Regions from separate parts of the Mus musculus genome. Here region 1 is linked to region 2. Evidence: chromatin contacts called from public ChIA-PET data. All regions are on one chromosome and are shown on one strand. The core of a region is the stretch at or near the end of the contact, and the rest is flanking DNA. Distances in the headings are between cores, read along the strand shown.

What was found. ChIA-PET counts read pairs in DNA pulled down with a chosen protein or histone mark.
Region 1: an RNA polymerase II ChIA-PET map of memory CD8 T cells shows a contact between it and region 2, with 9 read pairs. The contact joins two enhancer-like sites. A contact is called at or near these places in 1 of 484 Hi-C or Micro-C datasets (CD8 T cells), 1 of 115 datasets of contacts at active chromatin or transcription factors (memory CD8 T cells) and 1 of 9 other capture datasets (embryonic stem cells).

Annotation. Positions count from the first base shown.
Region 1 is chr14:59,694,004-59,697,175 of GRCm38.p6, reverse strand. All of the region lies in intron 32 of Atp8a2 (ATPase, aminophospholipid transporter-like, class I, type 8A, member 2), which reads left to right. Among named protein-coding and RNA genes, the nearest start is that of Shisa2, 70 kb to the right of the region's middle. Within about 2 kb of position 1,500, at least 12 of the 459 cell types and tissues checked have an H3K27ac peak or open chromatin away from gene starts, as enhancers often do. A contact at or near this core is called in CD8 T cells and memory CD8 T cells, where this site is marked.
Region 2 is chr14:60,128,348-60,132,029 of GRCm38.p6, reverse strand. No RefSeq gene overlaps it. Among named protein-coding and RNA genes, the nearest start is that of Gm41164, 32 kb to the left of the region's middle. Within about 2 kb of position 2,344, at least 61 of the 459 cell types and tissues checked have an H3K27ac peak or open chromatin away from gene starts, as enhancers often do. A contact at or near this core is called in CD8 T cells and memory CD8 T cells, where this site is marked.

The DNA of each region.
Region 1 (3,172 bases), core at 251-2,750, 430 kb after region 2:
TTCAGTATACTCACACAGTGACTACTGGAGGGGGAGAGGGGAGGGCAGGGGAGGGGAGGGGAGGGGAGGGGAGGGGAGGATGTGCATGTATTACAGATCCACACTGAAACATGGTTCCGTCTCAAAGCCCTTACGTTGAGTGAAGACAGCCAGATCAAACAAACTCCTACACTGTTGTGCCATTCAGAATCATTAGAATTCTACAATCAGCCAGACCACTAAAATGCCAGAAATCAGGACAGCCATTGTCTTGTGAAACAGAATTGGCTAGGAAGGTCAGACACAGGAGGGCCCTCTGGGGTAATAGAAGTATCTTATAGCTTGGTGTGAGCAGACACTACTCATACGTAGACAGTAACCAAAACTCTGTGGGGTTTAACATTTGTGCATTTTAGTGTGTTTAAGGTCTAAGCCCTAAAAAGCACCATCTTGTCTACTGGTGGGGATAGACGAGGAGTTGCTTTGTAGAAACTCCCTGAATCACTATCTGGGATTCTGCAACAACAAGGTTTACCGATAAAACTTGCGGGTGCTCTGGTTACGAAAGTCAAACCACCAACAACAAAGTATAAAAAAGTCTACTGTCAACAGCAATCTACTGCCTGGTGTGTGGCCCAGGCCATAATTCCAGAACTAAGGAGGAAGAGGCAGGCTGATCTCTATGAATTCAAGGCCAGCCTGGTGTATATACCAAGTTCTAGGCCAGCCAGGGCGACACAGAGAGACACCACCACCACCACCACCACCACCACCACCACCACCACCACCACCACCACCTCAAAGAACAAAACCAAACAGATCAAAACAAATGAAAAAAAAAAAGAATCTATTTCATGTAGTATTATTTTCCATTTATTTGCAGTGCTAAGGCTGGTACTTGGGGTCTTATATCAGCTGCATTCCCCAGACAGATGTCTTTAATGACACTGTGACATTTGTAGGAGTGAAATGGATGGTGGCTTAATCTCTTCCACTCTCAGGTACAGGTGACAGGGAGGCTGAGCTGACAGATTTTCATGCTGGCAGCTATGGGTTCAAGTCTCCATTGCTCAGACACACTGGCTGTGTCAGTGGACTATTTCTTGGCCATTAGGTGGTATGTGGGAGGCAGCTTCTGAGTTATCACAAGAAATAGGGTGCTGCAGGGCCAATCACTTGCCTCACACAGGGCTTCTGAGTGAATACTTTATAGGTGTCTCTCCAGAAGATGTCATCTTCCTTTGTCATAAATCTAAGCGTAACATTGTGCTGAGATTCGCTTTGCATGGGGAAGGGTAGACATGACTAAGGACTGAGGAAGGAGAACAGCGCTCAGCATGGAATTGGTTTCCTCCATCCTGTTCTGTGACCAGTCAGCGTGCACTTTCCAGTCCTCCTTTCGATATACTCCAGTTAAGGCTGATCTACTTGAGTGAACCAAGACTGCAGGGCCAGCGATGTGTGCATAGCACACCTGCCTGTCAGCCAGGCCTCCTGAGGGCCACACAGCTTCCACCCGTGTACCCTGCTGAACCGCCTCCCTGGGCAGACAGAGCTGTCAGCATCCTGCCTAAAACAGCTCACCATAAGCGGTCACCTGTAATTCCAGCACTCAGAAGACTGAGGCATGAGACTGAAGCAGAGGTTCAAGGCCAGCCAGGGCTGAAGAGTAATACCATGTTTCATAAAAGCAGAAACAAGCAACAAGGTCAACTCACATTAGAAAGGGAAGAGACTTGGTTTAACCCTTCACGTGCACATGAACAGAAATCAAAGTTTTGGAGAGGCAGACCTCAAAAACAAAACTGAAACTCTTTTAGCCTGTGACTGGAAAATAACTTTCCAAGAATAGGGTAAGGAAGGGACAGCAGAGAGGGTTCCATACACCACAACTGAAGACTATTTCCGGCCCACATTCTAATCTGTCCTTGTGTTGTTAAGCAGGGTGGCGATCTTCTTCCCTCCTGTGTTTCTGGTTTTTTTCACGTGCCACATTCTACAAAATTTCTTTTACTTAAAATGTGAAGCTGGTGTCTAGAGTTTCTGGGAGAAGCAAAAGCTGAGCTCCTGAGGTGAAATCTCAGCATCTCTGTGTTTGCTTGGAACCTGGGGTAAGGTGGGAGAATGGAGGGGTGGGCTGTGGTTAGGACAGGGGGCAGGGTTTCAGGGCAGGGCCACCTCAGTTGGGTGGGGTTGGGGTAATGCCTCTCTGGCAACAGGAACTTGGGGGAAGTGCAGTGTCTCTCTTCTGTAGAAAGGGTCTGCAGAGGACTGAATGCAGTGCTTCAGGGGACTCTCACTGTACAGCGCCACACACGAGCCTTAGTCCCCTTTTCTACAGGTCAACTGTAGCCTTCTTCACACTTGCCACATCCTTCCAACTTTTCCTGAGACACGCTTTTGTCAGTTACATGTGCTTTATATTCATAGCCCCAAGCTTTAAAAACCAACAATGGTAGTGCTGAACATCTGCTTGAAGCCACTGTTCATTTGGGAGGAGGCTTCAGATTTCTAGGGAGGGAACCCAAGTTCGAGATCCTCTTTTCCCCCAGCACTTATTGACTCTCTTTAAGTTTCTGGCTTTATTTGAAGCACAGCATCATTGTTGTAGAATGACCAAATTCTTCAAGAAGTGTAGCAGATGTTTCTGCTCATAACCTCAACAGTAGAGGCTGATCCAGTCCTTTCCGGAACCAGGTTCTTGGGCTCTGAAGACTGTCAGTCAGAGAAGCCAACCCAGACCCTGCCTCAGTTGCCTGTAGTGTGATTTAAATATTTTGTAGTTAATAACCAATGCTGGGAATTAATACAGCAGTTACTCTTTAACCAGCTATTACCCAAATAAAAGACACAGAGACCTTTAGAATTATAATAAGCTTTAAACACTGGAGCTGTGCAGACATCAATCCTCTAAACTATTTTGTCTAAGTTCATGCCTTGAACCCCAATATATTACTTGCCATATGTTTAGCTGCCCCGTTCCTGCTTCATCAGGCCACATGCTCATGGTCACATGCTCATGGTCCATACTACCCCATGGCGACTTCCTCTCTCCTTTCTCCTCATGGTCCCTACTTGAGACCCCAAGCCTGAGAACCAAAGCTCTGCCTACCTTTCTCTGCCAAGCTACAGGCTATCAGCAACTTTCATTAACCAATCAGGTATAATGGGAGGTGAGGTTTACACAACAAAG
Region 2 (3,682 bases), core at 1,095-3,594:
AACGATTTCAAACTCTACAGATTAATGGAAGCACTCACTCCAGGCCTCCACTGAGAACTGCTCTCCTTGGGGTCAGGCTGCTGTGCCTCCTGTTGATCTTGCTTCACACTGTGTTAATGGATACAACGTCAAAGTTGGATTCAGGAGGTAGCTCAGGAGTAGAGCAGTCATCCAGCATGCATGAGGACCTGGATTCTGTCTCCAGCATAGAATCATCATCACGCTTATGAAGATAGTGTTAAGAGGGAGTGAGCACAAATACTGAAATGAGTTGGGCGCCTTTGACAGGATGGAGGACGAGGTGATGATAAATACCACTTCCTTGTCTGCAGATAAGAGCAAAATTGCTTGCCTTTGCTTATCCTCCGTTCATAGACAGTGAGACACCAAGATCCAATCCCCTGGAGAGTGTGATCTTAAAACTCATGGTTTTCTACTCAAGTTCACATTTCCCCTCCTTGGCTTTATGTATTTAAGTGTGCTAGAGCCCACCCCACCCCCGCCCCAAGGCTCTGTGATAAGACTGGGAAATACCCTCTGATGGAGAGGTTCTCTGTACAGTGAACCTCTGGTTGAGGGGTGGGCAAGTGCACCGGAACCAACGGTGGGACTGCAGGTGGGAGCTTTCATGTGCTCATGTTGGAAAGGCTCCCACATCCTGGCTAGGACACATGACTGTTCCAAATTTCATGCCCCCACTGTTATCAGTCATGCAGAGACTTTGGGCATTTGTCCCCAGGGACCTGCATTCTTGTTAACATCTCCTCAGAGCTCCGATCACTTCGCTCCAGATGTCTTGATTTTAAACATGGAGAAAAGTTTGATTGCCTAGTGTAGGGGAGCAAAGAGTCTCCTTGGCTCGCTCTTCACTAGGGTCACAGCTAAGGTCCCCCACCACAAAAGACAGACCAACAAGAGAGAAGCATACACCTGTCCAGGACACAGGAGCCTTCAGAAATAAAGATGGATAAACTCGTGTGTTTTACATTTGGACGAGATGAGTGTGGTCATGGAGAAGTGTGGCTGACAGGAAAGGATGCTGAGATGAGTTTGCTGATGGTAATGGATTTGCTGAATTAGCCAGGGCTGTCTGCTTAGATTCCTTGGGAGTTTCTTTTCTTCTGGCTGGCGAAAGGGCGTCTCTCTCACGAGGGTCTTCCTGCTAGGAGGGAAAGGGGCAGGAGAGGTCAGAATGACCTTCCTTGCTTCTCTGGTTTCTCAAGGTTAGGATGCTGCATTTGGGAGTAGCACAGCGTGAACCCTGTCTGCTAGCTTAGATGCTGTCTTGAGGACCATGAAGCATCCTCTGTATATGCAGTGCACAGTGTTCCTACCTTCGCATTATCATTGTGGGAGGCACTGCGTAACAACAGCTGAAGTGCTTTATCCTGGCTGTTGATTTTAGCCCTGCTTTATCTCTGCTCCATGAGAGAGCAGTGGGGTTGAGGACCTGAAGGCAGACTTCCTCTACAGTCTAGGTTTTCTGCTCTACCTGCTGTGGGAGCTCAGAGTTGACAATGTTTCCTTACAGGGCCTTTAAAAGTAGAAACAAAATATGTTATACTTGGCACCTACTAAGTCAGCTGCATGTGTGGCCTTATGTCTCGTGTGCTGCTCAGTTTTCCAGGGTCCTTTGGCTGTGTGTGTTCTGTCACAGAGGGAAGGAACAGGAGGTAAAGCAGGGAGCAGATCACAAACCAGGAGCCAGAGGTTGCAGTAATGCTCAGTGTACCTCCCTCATCACTCAGGCTGTGTGCTGGGTGACAAAAGTGCTGGGATTTTAACAGATAGAGGGCTGGCGAGATGGCTCAGTCCGGAAATGTGTCTGCTGTCAAGCCTGAAGCCCCAGTAATCCTCTAACCTCTACATGTGCCATAGCACAAGCATGTGTATATGTGCACACACACACACACACACACACACACACACACACACACACTTAAAATGAAAAACTTTAAAATCTGTCATGTCACAGACAAGCAGATGGCAGTGCTTGAGAGCCAGCAGCAGCCAGGGGCTTAGTTAGCCATCAACTATAAGGTACTTAGTTCAAACCTCTCTTATTTAGGAAGCATGTTGGATTAGAACTAGAAGATGGGATGGTAGGAAATGGAGCATGGAGCGAGCTGTAATCTGGCAGGAACATCCTGGGATAAGGTGCCAGGGACACGTGCCCTGCATAGGTCCTGGAACTCTGCATTTTCTAACAATCAATAAAGATGATCTTGAATGGAGCAAGGAACTGAGACAGACTGCATAATTCTAGAAGGCATGTGCACTTACGTCATGTTAGCTGGTCTTTGTGGTTCACCGCATCCTAGGCTCAACTGAAGGTTTCTAGATAAACACAGTCACATGCGTATCCTGGAAGATACAGTTTGGGGCATCATTTTGAAATCTGAGTGGGGGACTGTATAGAGTTCACTTTTGAGTTTATTCCTTTCCACATGTCAAAATCATTTGAAGAGCCGAGCAGTGGTGGCGCATGCCTTTAATCCCAGCACTTGGGAGGCAGGGGCAGGTGGATTTCTGAGTTTGAGGCCAGCCTAGTCTACAGAGTGAGTTCCAGGACAGCCAGGGCTACAAAGAGAAACACTGTCTTGGGAAAAAAATCATTTGAAGAAAAAGAGCTTTGATATAGGCAAGCAGGTCGTACAGCTGGACCACATGTGATCAGAAACAGTGAGCTGAGCAAACCCAGAGGGCCTGTGGCTGGGACAGGGGCTGAATAAGGGGTTTCTGTCTCCCTGGATATTGTGTTGAATAGTATTTCTATATCAATGTCACATCTCCAGGATTGTCACATAGCAAAAGGGATGTGCTTGTAGATGAGATCTTACAAACATAAAATTTGGGGTAATAACTAAAGTGGGTCTAATGTTTAATCTATAAAGAGTTATGTTGTAATAAACACAGTCCCATGAAGCCTCAGGAAGTACTTGGGGAAGGCACTGTGGTGGGAGTGGGTGCCAGGGCAGGTGTAACTCCACAACGACCTGAAAGTGCCACCTTCTCTCAGGAAGCTGGGGATCGAAAGGACACGTGTAACTTAGGATTTAAAATGGCACAGCTACAAAAATTCTGTACGTATCCTCTACAAAAGCATATCCATGGGGATAACTACTGGTTTTGATTATGTTTTTCTTCCATTTACAAACTTTAGATTCAATTTCCTGGACTTATGATCTTACCATGAAGTGTAGTATATGCTGGATTGACAAAGAACTCCCCCTTCCCCTGTGTACACATATGTGTATTCGCATGTGCATATAGAGGCTAAAGTTTAATACTTAGGGGCTGCGCCCTTGCTCTTTGAGACAGGCTTACAATTCACCAAGTAGACTTTGCCTCCTGCCTCCACCTCTTCAGCACTGGGATTCCAATCATGGGCCACCTTGCCCAACATTTTAGTCCAGGGAAGCTGGGGATTTTGCACATGGATGCAGGCCCTCATGGGTATGCTACAAGCAATGTTACTGGCTAAGAATCTTTAGAATTCCCCCATTCTTCTAAAAATAAATTAACTATGTGGCAACTTAAAAATTACACAAGCAATACTACACCTTACATGCATGGAACTGGAAACAGCAGAGCAAACAAACAAATAATCACTGGAGGCTGAACAAGTAACTCAGCGGCAGGGAACTTGCCTTGCATGCACAAGACACTGGCTTCCATCTCA